Regions from separate parts of the Danio rerio genome. Here region 2 is linked to region 1. A link is a contact called in public Hi-C data. All regions are on one chromosome and are shown on one strand. The core of a region is the stretch at or near the end of the contact, and the rest is flanking DNA. Distances in the headings are between cores, read along the strand shown.

Region 1 (3,013 bases), core at 237-2,736:
TTGTTATAACTACTGGCTTCCTTTTCCCATTTCTGTTTTATACATATAGTTGAGTGTTTCTTTGTTAATGTCAGACAGGAATAAATTCTTGATACTACTTTCTTATTAACCTTTCTGTAAGTATATAAATACCTGCACTACTGTTGTTTTTTATTTTTTTCTGAATCTATTCTGTTTTTACTAAAGTAGTCTCTAACTTAAAGGTAGTTGAAAAGTTATATGTATTCAAAAGTTGTTGAAAACTTTCTAATTCATTATCAGTAGTGATGAGACAGAAGGATGTTGTACCTTGCAAACTCCACTGTTTAAATCTTAAATCTAGTTTTACTGGCTTAAATTGAATATCATCTTCAACCCATCTTAATATTTTTGCTGCTTTTTTCTCTTTTAGGATTAACCATTAAGATTTTATTGTTGTTGTTTTTTAACCAGGGGTTCCTCTTAAGATATATTTTTAACACGCAGTTTATTTACAAAACAAATCTACAGGGAAAGGAATATCTAGAGAAAGAGAATCTTTCGAGTTTCATTGCTTGGGACCCATACCTGGAATTGCTTAGGACCCCCAAATCACCGCCTCTGTTGTTCATTATTTGGGAGTTTTGACATGCTTTGCAGCTGTTCTCCACTATGAGGCAGTACGTTCACATTTCTTCAGATCCTAAGAGAGAAGCTTGAGTGACATGGCAAAAGATTCAATAATCTAGATTATTATAGGTCTCAATGTTTGATATTTAACATTGTAAGATGGACTCTAGTGTTCTTTTTAATTTTGTGTTCTTTAGGATCAAACTGTAGGCGTATTCAATGATTTTACAGGTAGATTCCCTTAACAAACCAGTTTTGCCCTTTTGTGCTATCTTTAGAGGCAATTTTTAGAGGCATAAGGTTTAACTAAACAAACCCTATCCTGATACGCCTCGAGCAACTAGACTAAAGTTGAGGCGGGTTCCTTGTTTCATTCAAATACTTCAAACCCTTCCGACCCCGCAGCCAATATGTTTGATTCGTTGCCCGATAAGCTGTAGTGACATTTAAATTTGAGAGTACTAAACAAAATCCTCATGAGAGAAGCTTTTCTCAAAACATCCAAACTCTCCTTTCTGGCAGTCTATCAAACGCGGTCACCACCAGCAGTTGTTGCCATGTCCGCTTATTATAAGCAATTAAAAAAAGCAACACATTTCACTCAATGAAAAAAAACAACAACAAATATTACTATTATATCACAATTAGTAATGTTATGTGTTTGTAGCGTCTTTTTAAATATGTACTTTATTAAATACGTGTTTTAATCTGTTAAATTAAACTGTTTACTGTATTTACAGTTAAACATGATAATGGTATAATCGCCAAACATTTTAAAATCAACGCAATTGCCGTCAATTACTATTTCGTTTAAGCTTGTATTTTCAAACCTGGTTGCTTGTTTCTCTGGGGATCTGGCAACAATGCCGCCGGCGCGCGAGTCAAAGCTCGAGACTTTGCAGAGCAGCAGAGAATCGGACGGAGCGAACGGCACGCGTTGTTTCTGTTGACCACAGGACTACCTCGTTTCTTGTTTCCTACCTTTCGGCGTCTATTATAATCGACTCTTATCGATTATTGTCACATTGTTTCTTTTAATGCCCCAAACCGGTTGTGTTTCTTGTTTTTCCAGTCGAACTCTAATTCATTGAGTAAGTCTTGGTGGACATCCTCACCGTTGTTGCAGGACTGGACCTCACATTTACGTGAATGTTTTGGATGAATAAAACGTTACGTGAATGTTTTGGATGAACGAAAAGTTTGATTTTGGACCTCAGAAAACGTTTCCTGCACTAACGCTGACGGACGACACTTTTGTGTGCTGAATGACTGAGTTATTTGTTCAGGGTGGATGTTCAGTGTCTCATCGGGAGTCAAAATACAACTTGGGGTCCTTGATAGAAATGCTAATGCTGCGGTTGATGGAGAAACATTTCTAAAAATCACCCGCAGTGGACCTGGCGCCCCGCATCAGTCTGCGTGCACTTCAAAACCTTCAACTTCACCACATCCACAATCATAACATTGTTTGAAATTCACCTCGAATCAGATTCATACATTGAGCATATGGCAGTGCCTTCTCAAATCTGACAATACTTGCGACTTTCATTTGAGGTCATTGCTTGCTTTGAATGGAACAAAGGAGGTTGATGTTTCTGAATCTGATTTCTTCCACAAACATTCAGAGATTTGAGCTCCGGGTGTTTCAGATGTGGATGTTGCGGTCACAGCACCTCCTCAAGCGCTGAGGGATCTGGTGAAGTTCAGCCCTCTACTAGTCTTTTGTCTCTATTAGGTCCCATTCATTTGTCTTATAAGAGGAACATGGGAATCCAGACGAGGGGAGCCTGGGTGGCCATGGCGTTCTCGGACTGGGTCAGTGCTTTGGGATTTCTATTAATCTTCCTGATGGAGAGTTTAGCAGTGGATGCGACCAACATGGAGCCAGTCTACTGGAACACTTTAAATAGAAGGTATGTGGTCAATTGAGAACTCAGATGCAAGTTTACAGTAAGTTAAATCTTATAAAGACTAATTGAGAATAAAATTTTCACCAATTGGGTAGGACTTAATTATTTGTATTTGTTGTTTAAATATGAAAACAAGAATGTATTACATGTCAGATCTTATGTTTCCAGGTGGTAAACTTGTCAGATTTTATGTTTCCAGGTGGTAAACTAGAGCAAACTGAATTTTATACCCAAGAAAAAGTAGTAACTTTTTTTTTTGACTTAGAAATGAAGATTCTGAAATTTTTTGCAGTTATGCCATATAGGAACTATTTTGGGTCTAACCGAGAACTTTTCAATAGAGAGATGTTAAAATATCCCCTTTTTTCTTTTTTATGAAGTGAATTTTAGAATTATATAAAACCTTTTACACTAAAGAACCTTTTATGGAACGAAAAAAAAGTTTTATGAATGCAAAAAGTTCTTCGGAGCATCCATAATGAACTCCTTTTACAAGAATAAACTTAACAAAAACA
Region 2 (3,013 bases), core at 270-2,769, 55 kb after region 1:
AGCACCCAGCTCTGTGAGTTCATCAAATCCCTCCGAAACTATACCTACATGATGGAGGCTTTCATACCTACATCAGTGAGCCGAGCCTAGTTTGTGGAGCTGTTGTCTGGTGTCAGCAGGAGGATTTGCCCTCGGAACATTAACAACAGGCGCTACGTCATAATCATGCCCCTACAAAAAGCAAGCTCCTGTTTAACATGGCGCCAATATCCGCAAAAATTCAAATTTTCCAACTCAAGCGATTCAGCATTGTGCGACAGGATGTCTATTCGCATCTTTGCATTGACTTAACATTTAAATCACTCGCAATTGACACTTCATCCACGCTTTATTTGCGTGTATCGCGCCACAGGATGTCTATTCGCTTCTTTGCATTGACTTAACATGTAAATCACTCACGCTTGACGCTTCATCCGTGCTTTATTTGCGTGTATTGTGCCACGGGATGTCTATTCGTTTCTTTGCATTGACTTAACATGTAAATCACTCGTGATTGATGCTTTATCGCGCTTCATTTGTGTTTTGCGATGCATTATGTCTATTTGCGTTTTTGCATTTACTTAGCATGTAAATCACTTGAGCTTGATGCTTGATTCATCCCCGTCTGGAGTGAACGCAGCATTATACTCACACTACTTAACCTCATTCCCATCAGGGTCACGGCACCAACACAACCTTTTAAGTTTTGCTTGCTCTGATCTGAGCTGGGTTTGAATAAACTCTTCCAGCATGGAAGAGGTGGGCATGCTAACAAGAAGCCTGAAGACTGCAACATCTGCTAACTGCTAGTCTGCCTCTTAATGCATGGACAGTAAGGTTTATTCACTCCCAGTTCCTTGATTTGACTACCCATTTCATAAGCTCGTTGTGTAGTCACAGCTGGTACAGATGCATAAACACACATAGCTTGTACAATTTGTCCAGTACAGAGCATTGTTTTGGGTGTTTAGTAAAAGCTGTCCAAGCTTTTATATTTATTTGTAATAGTGATAATGTTAAAACTGAATGCCTAAACGTTATGCATCCATGATTAAATGAATCAGAACTGCACTGTAAACGCATCCTTGAAAACATTTCTCATGGTGTCCTTGGACAAGCTGGCCCTGGCATGGTTTTATCGGAGATATTTGCTTTTAATGAAAGGCCTTTTCTGTAGGTTGGAATGTATTCACAGATAATCTCTCACACACGCAAAATGTGTCTCATATTGCGTGCTGCCCCCTTTAGGCCTGCCCTGGCACAGCTGCCAGATAATGAGGTCATGGAGGCCCTCTTGCCAGCAGGAACTTGAGCTTACTTAGGGAAAATTACTCTGGGTTTGTGCAGCCCAAACAGATTGTGCTAATTCCTAGTGGGCTGAAAAGGTTGACTTGGTCGCTGGCCTGATTTGTCGGGGGTTAAAACCATCTTTTCGAGCTGTTGTTGCTCCCATCATTGGTCATCATGGGTCAATCCCCCTTTCACAGGTGGGGGTTGTGTAGGGAGCAGGGGAATTTTGGGAGAGAGGCATAGCGGGTCAGCATGTGAGGTTTTTTTTTCGGAATGTTCTTTGACTGTTTTCTTTTTTCATGTCTACTCCAGACATGCTTTTATCTACATCATCGCAGATCATCATCTCAATTACTGAAGTCATCCGTTGTGCTCTCTCGTCTGTGATTTTTCGACTGCCGGGAGAACATGTAGACTGTAAAGTCTGAACTGCAGTGTGTGTCATGTCTGCTTTTCATCTTCTTTGTTAAACCCACGGCCTCTTGTCTTCCACAACCATCATCAGCACCTTCCAGACTACTGTTTTTCCACGCCTACACACCTCTCCGCTTATCCTCTTCCTCTTTCCTTGCTTAGCTGTTTGTAGGGATGTCAAAAGTAAGGGTTCTTCGCTAACAAGTCAATGATAAACTGCAGACTCAATGTTTTATTGACTCAGTGTGGCAGACAGCAGCTTTCAAATGCTTACACATATTTGTGTGTAATAAAAATAGGCTAAATAAAATAACAAATGTGTATATATGACAGTATATATGCAGTTGAAGTCAGAATTATTAGCTCTCCTGATTATTAGCAATCCTTTTCCTGCCCAATTTCTGTTTAATGGAAATAAGTTTTCTTTTTTTACTTATTTTTGAACATAATAGTTTTGACATCTAATTTCTAATTACTGATTTCCTTTATCTTTGCTATGATGACAGCACATAATATTTTACTAGATATTTTTCAAAATACAAGCATTCAGATTAAAGTGCAATATAAAGGCTTAATTTGAGTAATTATTCAAGTCATTGTATAACAGTGTTTCTTCTGCAGACAATCAAAAATACATTGCTTAAAGAGCCCCTATTGTGTGTTTTCGAAAATGAGCTTCCATGTTGTGTGTAACACAGATTAAAGTGAAGTGAAATATCCAGCTAAGGCTTAAATCTGAAAGTGGAGAGTTTTTAAAACTATTGATTCATCTAAAAAAAAGAGTCGACTCATAGTGGTTAGAATGAATCTTCATAACGAGTCTTTCGGCGTGACCTGACTACGAAACAGAATTGTTGTGGGCGCACACCCGGGAAAATTTAAACTTGCGCCCCGCCTACTAACACAGCCGCGAAGACAAACAGATCCTGAAGTCATGAGTCATGAAGAGGCTGTGCTTACCTGGATATTATTGGAAGTGTGAGGGGAAATAATTGATTTAGCAGTCTACACGCTTACAGTGGGCGATTCATTCGTTTGTTAAAGGAAGGATCAGAAAAGACTGGTGTATGAGACTTGTGAGAATGGGCAGACAATACACCAGGGGTGCGTGCAAAATAAGGCCAGTTTATTAGGCACAAAGGCAGCCTGCTTCACGGTGGTGAGCACTACAACCACCTGGCTGGGGATGGGATCTTTGGGCAAAGCAGAGTACAGGTAAGCCCTGAGAACATATAACAGTTCACGCAAGAGGTGCCACAGCAATAACTGCAAATAGAAATGATCTAAGTTACAGCTGAGAAGGGAGAAAAGCTCGGTTATGAAAATCACG

What was found. A called contact is a pair of places that touch in the nucleus more often than the background predicts.
Region 2: a Hi-C map of an unstated tissue shows a contact between it and region 1, with 5 times the contacts expected there. The contact joins the enhancer-like site here to the promoter of efnb3a in region 1. A contact is called at or near these places in 2 of 18 Hi-C or Micro-C datasets (caudal fin and an unstated tissue) and 1 of 4 datasets of contacts at active chromatin or transcription factors (gastrula embryo).

What each region holds. Positions count from the first base shown.
Region 1 is chr10:27,430,849-27,433,861 of GRCz12tu, forward strand. It overlaps efnb3a (ephrin-B3a), which reads left to right and starts at 1,487. Exons shown (of 5, transcript XM_687578.8): 1 at 1,487-2,501. The coding sequence starts at 2,353.
Region 2 is chr10:27,486,107-27,489,119 of GRCz12tu, forward strand. All of the region lies in intron 2 of efnb3a (ephrin-B3a), which reads left to right. Among named protein-coding and RNA genes, the nearest start is that of efnb3a, 55 kb to the left of the region's middle. Within about 2 kb of position 1,520, at least 5 of the 62 cell types and tissues checked have an H3K27ac peak or open chromatin away from gene starts, as enhancers often do.